Regions from separate parts of the Mus musculus genome. Here regions 1 and 3 are each linked to region 2. A link is a contact called in public Hi-C data. All regions are on one chromosome and are shown on one strand. The core of a region is the stretch at or near the end of the contact, and the rest is flanking DNA. Distances in the headings are between cores, read along the strand shown.

Region 1 (2,700 bases), core at 134-2,633, 190 kb after region 2:
TCTAAAATCGTCTCTGTCAGAGAATGCTTTACAGATGTCCACTCAGAAGCTTTGATGGGTGAGGGGAATCGTGAAACCAAGGAGCAGTGCCAGCTGAAGGTTGTGGCCACACAGTGTGCACATACATCTGCACACATCATACGTACACCCAGGACACACCTACATATATATACACACTTGTACCAACTGTCCACATGTGGCTGCACTTGGATTCTTGCTCTCTGGGTTAGTCAGACTTTCTGATACCAGCAAAACTAAGAAAACACACAGATACATGGAAAAAGATTTCCTATAAGGGATTGGCTCACAGAATTACAGAAGCCCAACGATCCTGTGATCTATTGTGTAGATGCTGGCCCAGCAGAGCCAGAGGTATAAGTCCAGTCTAGCATTGGGTATGGTGGCACAGACCAACCTTGCTTCTCCACAGCAATGAGGAAACGAAGGCAGGAGGATCAGTAGTCATAGTTCAAGGCCACCCTGGGTACATGAAAGCCTGTCTCGAAAAGTCAATTTGATGATGATGATGGTGGTGGTGGTGGTGGTGGTGGTGATGATGATGATAATGATGGCAATAATGATGTGAAGAAGGAGGAAGAGGAAGAGGAGAAGGAGATGAAGAAGAAGAAGAAAATAAGAATAATTCAAAGATCCAAGGAGTGGTGCTGGAAGTTACAGTCAAAATCTGAATCAGACTGGCAAGAAGGCTCAGTGGATAAAAGCACTTGCTATCAAGCCTAGTGACCTAAATTTGACCCCTGGAACCCACTTTGTAGAAGGAGAGAACCAACTCCTGCCAGCTGTCCTCTGACTTCAAACACACACCGTGACATACACACATGCCCACACAATACAGAGAATAATAAATAAGTAAATGTTTTTATAAATGTAAATCACAGACCAGAGACTCAAGTGCCAGTGTTCGGGAACCAAAGAAAATGGACACCCAGGCTCTGGAAGAGCCATCCTTTCCCTGCATCTTTGTTACATCAGGACCAAAGCATTATCGGGAGCACGCTGGATAATGCTCGCCCACATCTATGGGTATGGGATCCTTCCCACTCAGTAAGCCAATCTCTTCCAAAAACAATGCCTTGCTGGCTCATCCTGGCCCAGGAAAGCTGACGGGATATTAACCATCAGATTCCCTACTAGCCCAGACCCTCACACTCTCAGTTTGGAACAGGGTCCTCAATACTCCTTCAGGTGTAGTCAGCAACTACAGCCTCTCAGGGCCCACAGCAAATCAAGATCGCCCAAAGCCCCAACTCCTGGAGGCACACTCCACTGGATTCCTTTGTCCTGTTCTCTATTACCATGCCAAACAGATCTGGATGACAAGAAACCAGACCAGAGAATTCAGAGACTGCGTAGAATGGAACTGGGGTGTGAGAAGTGTCACTTGTCATAGGCTGACTTCATCTCCCTCACCCCCACCCCCACCCCCTGCTATGGTGGCATTTGAAATCTCTCTATTACTCATTTAGATTCCAATCTCTGAGCTCCCCTCTCCTTCCTTCCAGCTCCTAAAGTCAAACAGATTTTTCTCAGCAAAATAACCCTCAGTTACTACCAGGGACAGACTGGTATGTGGGCTACAGCAGATGTACGAGACACGTTCTACAGGCATTTTAAAGGGTTCGGTGTCAAGATAAAATTTGTCTAATGTAGCATTTCCTCTCAAGTGCAATTTATCATCCCTTAGATGTCGAACTCCTTATAAATATTAGATATGCTTTTTTATCGCAAGCCTGGTTTGTTATTTTACCCTTGTTGAGGACAAGCTCCGGAATTAAGTTGACTCTTTCCCTTCCGCTTGTCAATTCAGTTTCACTTTCAATTCTATTTTCTCCCTCCCTCTTTGCATTGAAATTCAGCGCATAGCTGACATTTTGAAAAACAATGTTGATTAGAATTCACCACTTCTGTGGGAGCCATTTGTCCCCAAATGCCTTTTCACACACCTCTTGGTGGACTTATGTCCTAGGAAAACCAACACTGGCTACAAAGTCTGCCTGTTTATGCCCCAGCCTAGCTCTATAGTCAGGAGCCTTTTGCTGGGGCCCAGCAAAGAATCCCCCAGTTGCTTCTAAGGTTCGCAAGGCCAATAACAGTATTGACACTCAAAGCTGTCACCTGTACCAGCCAGTTTGAAGTCGCAACCCAGGAGGAATGGCTACAGGACCACAAACAGCTCATGCCACAGTGTGGGGTCCAACAAGGCTTGACAAAGCCAGGGTCTCCTAGTAAGAGTTAGGAAGACCAGCATATAAACAACAACAACAGAAGCCATGCTGGCTCTGCGGATCAGAAAAGCATGCTGGATGGTAGCTACGGCAGAGGCTATGACCTAAACAGACAACCAACGTCCTCTTTGGGTTCGGATCTTTTTATAAGGCTTTAAGAGGGCAGAGACCAAACCTTCCAGCATATTTGAGCTAAACAAGCCCCACCAACAGGCAGCTCCTTGTGACGCTGAAATGAATCACCCCCTTCCAATACTCTGCCGCACTACTGTGCCTTATTTACAACCCTTGAAATAATCGGATGTGGAAGTGTTTTGTAAACTGAAAAGCATTACACAAATGTCAGGTGTTGGGGGGCTTGGCAGGGGAGCAATAGATAATGCATCTCTTCCATTCCTGAGTCAGGAACCAATTGAGAGACTCGGGAGCCAGACGGAGAGTGACAGTCAGACTT
Region 2 (2,700 bases), core at 36-2,535:
TTCCTCATAGAGACACTGAACTCATTCTTCCAAAGTGACAAAGGTGTCCCCAGGAGTGGAGCACATTATCAGGCCTCTGACAGCTGCTGGTCCCCATGCGTCTGTGACCAGTTTTTCTGTATATTACTTTGGGAAAGGCCTGCAGAGGTCTGGCCCTGGTGGCAAGGTCAGCAGGTGGCAAGGGTATCAGCGTGTCCCCTGATGTCTTAGGATACACTGGCATGTGTTCTCCTTGTTGAAGGGCCCCCAAGACAACCTGACACAGATCATAGGTCTCTCAGAAGCTGGTTGTCTCAAAAAATCTACCATGAGGCCATTAGAAACCTAAGAGACAATAGGGGACAGCAGCTGCTGTCCCTTTCTAACAATCAACATTAAAGTTCTAGTCCTTTTCTTTAAAAGGAAAGTTTAATTGAGATGAGAGTCTCATTCTCTCACTATACAGCCCAGGTTGGCATAGGACTTGTGACCCTCCTATCTCACGCCCCTATATTACATGCCATTACATGTGTACACCAATGTGCAGTTAGACATTGTTGTCAAGGACAAGCTTTCAGATTTGGAAGTAACGGTTTGGGTGGCAAATAGATGCTCAAAGACTGTACTTTAAAATCTTAAAGGTTCTTTAAAAAAATTCTGGGTATGGATATGTGCCTGTTTGTGAGTCTCTGTGTGCATGAGTGCAGGCACATGAGGAAGCCAGCAGGGGGCATCAGATCTCCCTGGGCTGCAATTACAAGTGCTTGTGAACTACCCAACGTGAGTGCTGGGAACCAAACTCAGGTCTCTGCAAGAGGACTGTGCTCTTAACACTAGTCATCTCTCTAGCCCTAAAGTGTCAAATAACTCCTCTTTCAACTCTAGTTATGACCAGCATCTCTTGTCCTTCCTTTACCACACAGCCTTCTCCATTAGTAAGCTTTTTTTTTTTTTCCTCTGATAGATCCTCTTGCCTGTGGAGAATTTTCCAGAGTAGGAGTAGCTGTTCTGAGCTGACAACACTCCCCTGACCTGGGGGCTATAGCCTAATGCTCTGCTGAACAGAGTGGCCCACAGCCACCAGCTGTCACTTTCATTAAGATATTGGGAGCGGAGAAAAACCTTCCTGAGACAGGCATGGAGATCTGGCCAAAGTTGTTCTCAGAAGGGAGAAAGTAGGCTCGGAGCTTGGCTGAGTCTTTCATCTCCAGATGCTTCTGTTTCTCTGCCCACTTCACAGGACACTGTGCAGATTAGAGGGAGGGTGGCCACAGGGCGCTCTCAGACAGCACAGACAAAGGCATTGCGTAACTGCGAAATGTTCGCTTTCACTTTTGCAGAGTGTCAGCTGCCTCTAACCTGTGAGTGAGCATTAGCAGCAAGCCTGAGGGGCAACAGGGACCTGAGGCTGTGGCCTCCCCATAACATCAGCCCAGTCCACGAAGGGAGCGGGAGAAGACCTGGGGAAAAGATAGTTACTGACAGACAACAAAAAGCAGAATAAAAAATAGCTTGAGTTTAAAATAACTTGCTGAGACTGAATGCCAGGGACTTCGTTTAAGGAGCCGTCTCTGATTGCTGGGCACAACACACCTCTGTATTTTCTCACACCGGTGTGGCCTCGATCCCTCAAAGCCGATCTAAATGCTAACTGCAGCTCCGCAGTCACCAGCAGACTGGATCAAACCATAAAGCTGCCATGCAGGCATTCCGCTCAGCACATTGGACTCTTCAGTCACTTGATGAAGTTACAGTTGGTGACACTGTTTTGGCATAATGTATTGAGACCTCCAAGGCTGAAGGAGGAGTTTGGACAGGTAAAAAGTACCACTGTTGCTCTGGGTAACTGACAGGCAGGCAGATGTAGCCAGTGCTGTCTGCATTATTTGCTACTAAAATCGAAGGGGGGTAGGGGAGAGCTGGAGGAGTCTTTGCATTTTCCCAGCAAAAGCTGCATCTCAAGGGTCCTTCAGAGCACTCTGGGAACACACAGGAGTTTACAAATCAATTTACTAAATTGGCTTGGCTGGAAATCATGCTTTTGTATGTGGATCCGGCTGAAAGGCATTTTTTAAATCTATCGGGCCCTAGTGAGGCTCCTTCAAGCAGTGCAGAGAAAGGTGACATCAGAAAAAGGATGTCAGTTCCAAACCAAGTAGTCTCTGGCTCAAACCCTGCTCCAAAGGCCCGGCCACCCTGAGTAAGTCACATGACCTCTCTGAGCCAACTGCCTAGCTAGCCCACCAGCCCCTTGAATGCTGGCAGGGTGAAAGTCAAGCGCTGTCTCAATCTGGCCTTTTCCGTGTAGCTATAGGTGACCCAGATGACAGGAGCCCTCCCCACGCCAACCGTTCTCTCCTCTCCCATAGACAGGTGGACAAGTGACAGGAAAGGAGCAGAAAGCTCTGGAACCCCCATTGTGCAATGACTGCATACACTTAGCCAAATTGGGAACTTCATTTAAGCAGCAGAGAGAGCCAAGCTGCACTTCTAAAGACAGAATTTTTAGATGTCAGGCATATGCTATTTTGGGTTCTGTATAATTTTGCCCTTTAGATATTGTGAACTTGAATTCTGCAAGCGGTCTGTCTCCTTTTGTTTGTTCAGTGGTTTGTTTTTTTCAAATGAGCACTCAGATGTATAGCAGCCCTGCTGCCTCTGACCCTGATGCAAGTGCCAGGATCCTAGGCATGGCTACCACACTTGGAGTCATTTTTTTTT
Region 3 (2,700 bases), core at 92-2,591, 220 kb after region 2:
GAAGAAACACCTTCGGTGACTAAATGCAGTAAGCAGATTCTGTGCACCGAGGTCTGAAGCTCCCATCCGCCGCCATCAGCTGTACCCTAGTTTCCTCCTCTCTCCAAGGGGAATACAATGAGTCCCTCCTAAGCTGAGTACAAGTGTAAAGAAAGAGGTGCATGGGAGTATCAATGCATCCCCGATAAGTATGGCAGACTTTAGATCCCGTTCCACCAAGGAGTAGACTACCAGGGCTTAAGAGGCTCCTTATCACATGATTCTTCACCTAGAATTTCAACTCCCTGGTCAGTTATAATGGGGCTCAGTATGGGTTTGGGAATTTCTGTTGACACAGGGTCTCACTCTCTAGCCCTGGATGACCTATAATTCACCATGTAGACCAGGCTGGCCCCCAACTCCAGAGATCCACCTGCCTCTGCTCTAGGTGCTGAGATTAAAGGACCATGTCCCCACACAGTCCTGGACAAGACTATTGTGCTTATTTACTCTAAAGTCACTTTTATGTCTCAGATGGCAGTAGAGAGCCTTGCATCTCCATCATTCAGTCTCCCTACCAGAGTTCACAGGGCACCTCTACATCGAAAATATCATTCTCCATGGTGAGGAATTCTAACCCACATCCACTGTAGCCAGGCTCCCAGAGACCCCGGGAGAGGGACACTGACCAGGCCCTATACACTCATGGACCCAGAGTTTCTTTTTCTCTGCCTCTGGGATTATCTAAGGGATTGGAAGATTTTTAAACCACTCCAAGCCGCTTGACTGCGCATGACGCCAGGCCTGCTGCAAAAAACAGACCCTGCCAAGCAGGGTGCTGCTTACCAAAACAAGATCTTTTTAATCTTTTTCTTTCCATTTCCACTTTATTTCCTAACCAAGAAGTGCACAATCCCAAGAGGAAAAATCAGCTCTCCCTTCTCTCTCCATCTCTCTCTGTTTGTCTCCAACCCTCCCCTGAGCATCTCCCTCAGCCTCCTTCTTGCCCTCCCATCTCTCTCTCCTCTTTCCCCACCCCCTCTAGCTTTTATCATTTTAAGCTGCGCGCATGCCATTCTTCAGGGGATTAAAGTCAAATTTAGTCTTCTGCAATTGTTATTACCTACCCCTTGGCTTATGAGATGCATTTGCCTGCATTTGTAATGCATCAATAACTTCCACTCTCCTCCACTGGAAAACAATGCATTATATTAAATAGCCTGTGTCTAGCCTTGTATTGAAACAGACGATAAATTAGGACTTCCAGCTCTTGGTTTTTTACTGATTCCTAAACCTGCCAGTTACATGCCTGTCCGCCCCGCTGAACATTCTCTCTGAAGCTGAGAATGCACAAAGCCCTTGTTCACCGGGCCTCCTGTCTCCATCACTCCTGCCGGCTGTCTGTTTCACACCACCAAGCAGATTGTAATTGGCAGGATGAGGTGCAGAAATAGGCAATGGTTTGAATATGCGGTTTTCAGCACACACAATCTCTCTCTCTCTCTCTCTCTCTCTCTCTCTCTCTCTCTCTCTCTCTCTCTCTCTCTCTCCCTTCCTCCCTCCTTCCCTCCCCCTTTTTAAAACACACACACACACAGAGTCTGTCTTACAATATTTTACAGACTTAGGAACTTGGCATGTGAAGATTCTGATGAGAATCGCCTGAGTACTGCAGCCCTCGGGTTAGAAGCTGAGAAAGGGAACAGTACAATCAACTGCCAATGCCAGCCTCGTCCACAGCAGGGCCTTCTGGGTCCTGGATAGGTGGTGTGGCTTTGGAAATATGCCCTAATGAGAATGGGTACTGAGACCTGAGATCTGCAAAGTGTTCCCAAGGGTCAACACTGTCCTGTCAGGATGTGTGTGCCGTCAGTCCTAGAGTGAGTTAGCAGAACCCTGGAAGGAGGAATCCAGCTCACAGAATATTGTCAGGGAAATGGAAACTCCACCATCAATCTGGCTGTCCAGTCATTTTATTGACTGTTTTAGAGACAAAGTCACACGGGTTCCAGGCTGTTCTCAAACTCGCTATGTTGCTAAGAATGACCTTCAACTTATGATCCTCCTGCTTTTACCTCCTGAGTGCTGGGATTACAAAGCCTGGCTTATGCAGTGTTGGGGATCAAACCCAAGACTGAGCAGGCTGTGCTATGCAAGCATTCTGAGCCACTCCCCCAGTTCAGCACTCCTCGGTTGCTGGATCACCCAGCAGGACTTCTCACTCTTGGTCTTCTTGGCATTTTAGCCAGGTATCTCCTTGCTGTGAAAGCATTCTGTACATTTGTAGGCTATTCCCCAGCAGCCCTGGCCTCTGCCATCTATGCCAGTAGCATCTCCCTCAAGTCGTGAGAATCAAAACTATCCCCAGGGGGCTGGAGAGATGGTTCAGCAATTAAGAGCACTTTCTGGTCTTCCAGAAGACCCAGGTTCATTCCCAGTACCCACATCAGGCACCTCACAACCATTTATAACTCCAGCTCTAGGGGATCTGATGCTTCTGGCCTCCATAGGCACCTGCACTCATCTGCCAGTATCCACATAGTGTTATATAATTAAAATATAGTTAAAAAAATAATTAAAAAAAAAACTATCTTCAGATACTGCGGAACAGTCCTTGCAGGGTACACCTACCCTACAATAGGAGAGACATATTTAGTCTCAGCCAGCACATGGTCACTGCACTTCAGAACCAATAAGGACAAAGAGTTCACCTAGTGCAGA

Evidence for each region. Hi-C and Micro-C count contacts between places; a contact is called where the count stands out from the background.
Region 1: a contact with region 2 is called in a Hi-C map of the N1E-115 cell line, with 6 times the contacts expected there. The contact joins two enhancer-like sites. A contact is called at or near these places in 7 of 484 Hi-C or Micro-C datasets (the HL-1 cell line, the N1E-115 cell line, embryonic stem cells and 2 more) and 2 of 115 datasets of contacts at active chromatin or transcription factors (embryonic stem cells and large pre-B cells).
Region 3: a Hi-C map of cerebral cortex shows a contact between it and region 2, with 8 times the contacts expected there. The contact joins two enhancer-like sites. A contact is called at or near these places in 5 of 484 Hi-C or Micro-C datasets (cerebellar granule neurons, cerebral cortex, embryonic stem cells and 2 more) and 3 of 115 datasets of contacts at active chromatin or transcription factors (differentiating embryonic stem cells, extraembryonic endoderm stem cells and neural progenitor cells).

What each region holds. Positions count from the first base shown.
Region 1 is chr14:64,500,093-64,502,792 of GRCm38.p6, forward strand. No RefSeq gene overlaps it. Among named protein-coding and RNA genes, the nearest start is that of Msra, 60 kb to the left of the region's middle. Within about 2 kb of position 1,384, at least 34 of the 459 cell types and tissues checked have an H3K27ac peak or open chromatin away from gene starts, as enhancers often do. A contact at or near this core is called in the N1E-115 cell line, where this site is marked.
Region 2 is chr14:64,308,801-64,311,500 of GRCm38.p6, forward strand. The region is part of intron 2 of Msra (methionine sulfoxide reductase A); the gene reads right to left. It overlaps Gm52131 (a long non-coding RNA gene), which reads right to left. Exons shown (of 2, transcript XR_003951179.1): 1 at 1-2,700. Among named protein-coding and RNA genes, the nearest start is that of Gm52131, 3.5 kb to the right of the region's middle. Within about 2 kb of position 1,286, at least 89 of the 459 cell types and tissues checked have an H3K27ac peak or open chromatin away from gene starts, as enhancers often do. A contact at or near this core is called in the N1E-115 cell line, cerebellar granule neurons and cerebral cortex, where this site is marked.
Region 3 is chr14:64,532,715-64,535,414 of GRCm38.p6, forward strand. No RefSeq gene overlaps it. Among named protein-coding and RNA genes, the nearest start is that of Mir124a-1hg, 54 kb to the right of the region's middle. Within about 2 kb of position 1,342, at least 41 of the 459 cell types and tissues checked have an H3K27ac peak or open chromatin away from gene starts, as enhancers often do. A contact at or near this core is called in cerebellar granule neurons and cerebral cortex, where this site is marked.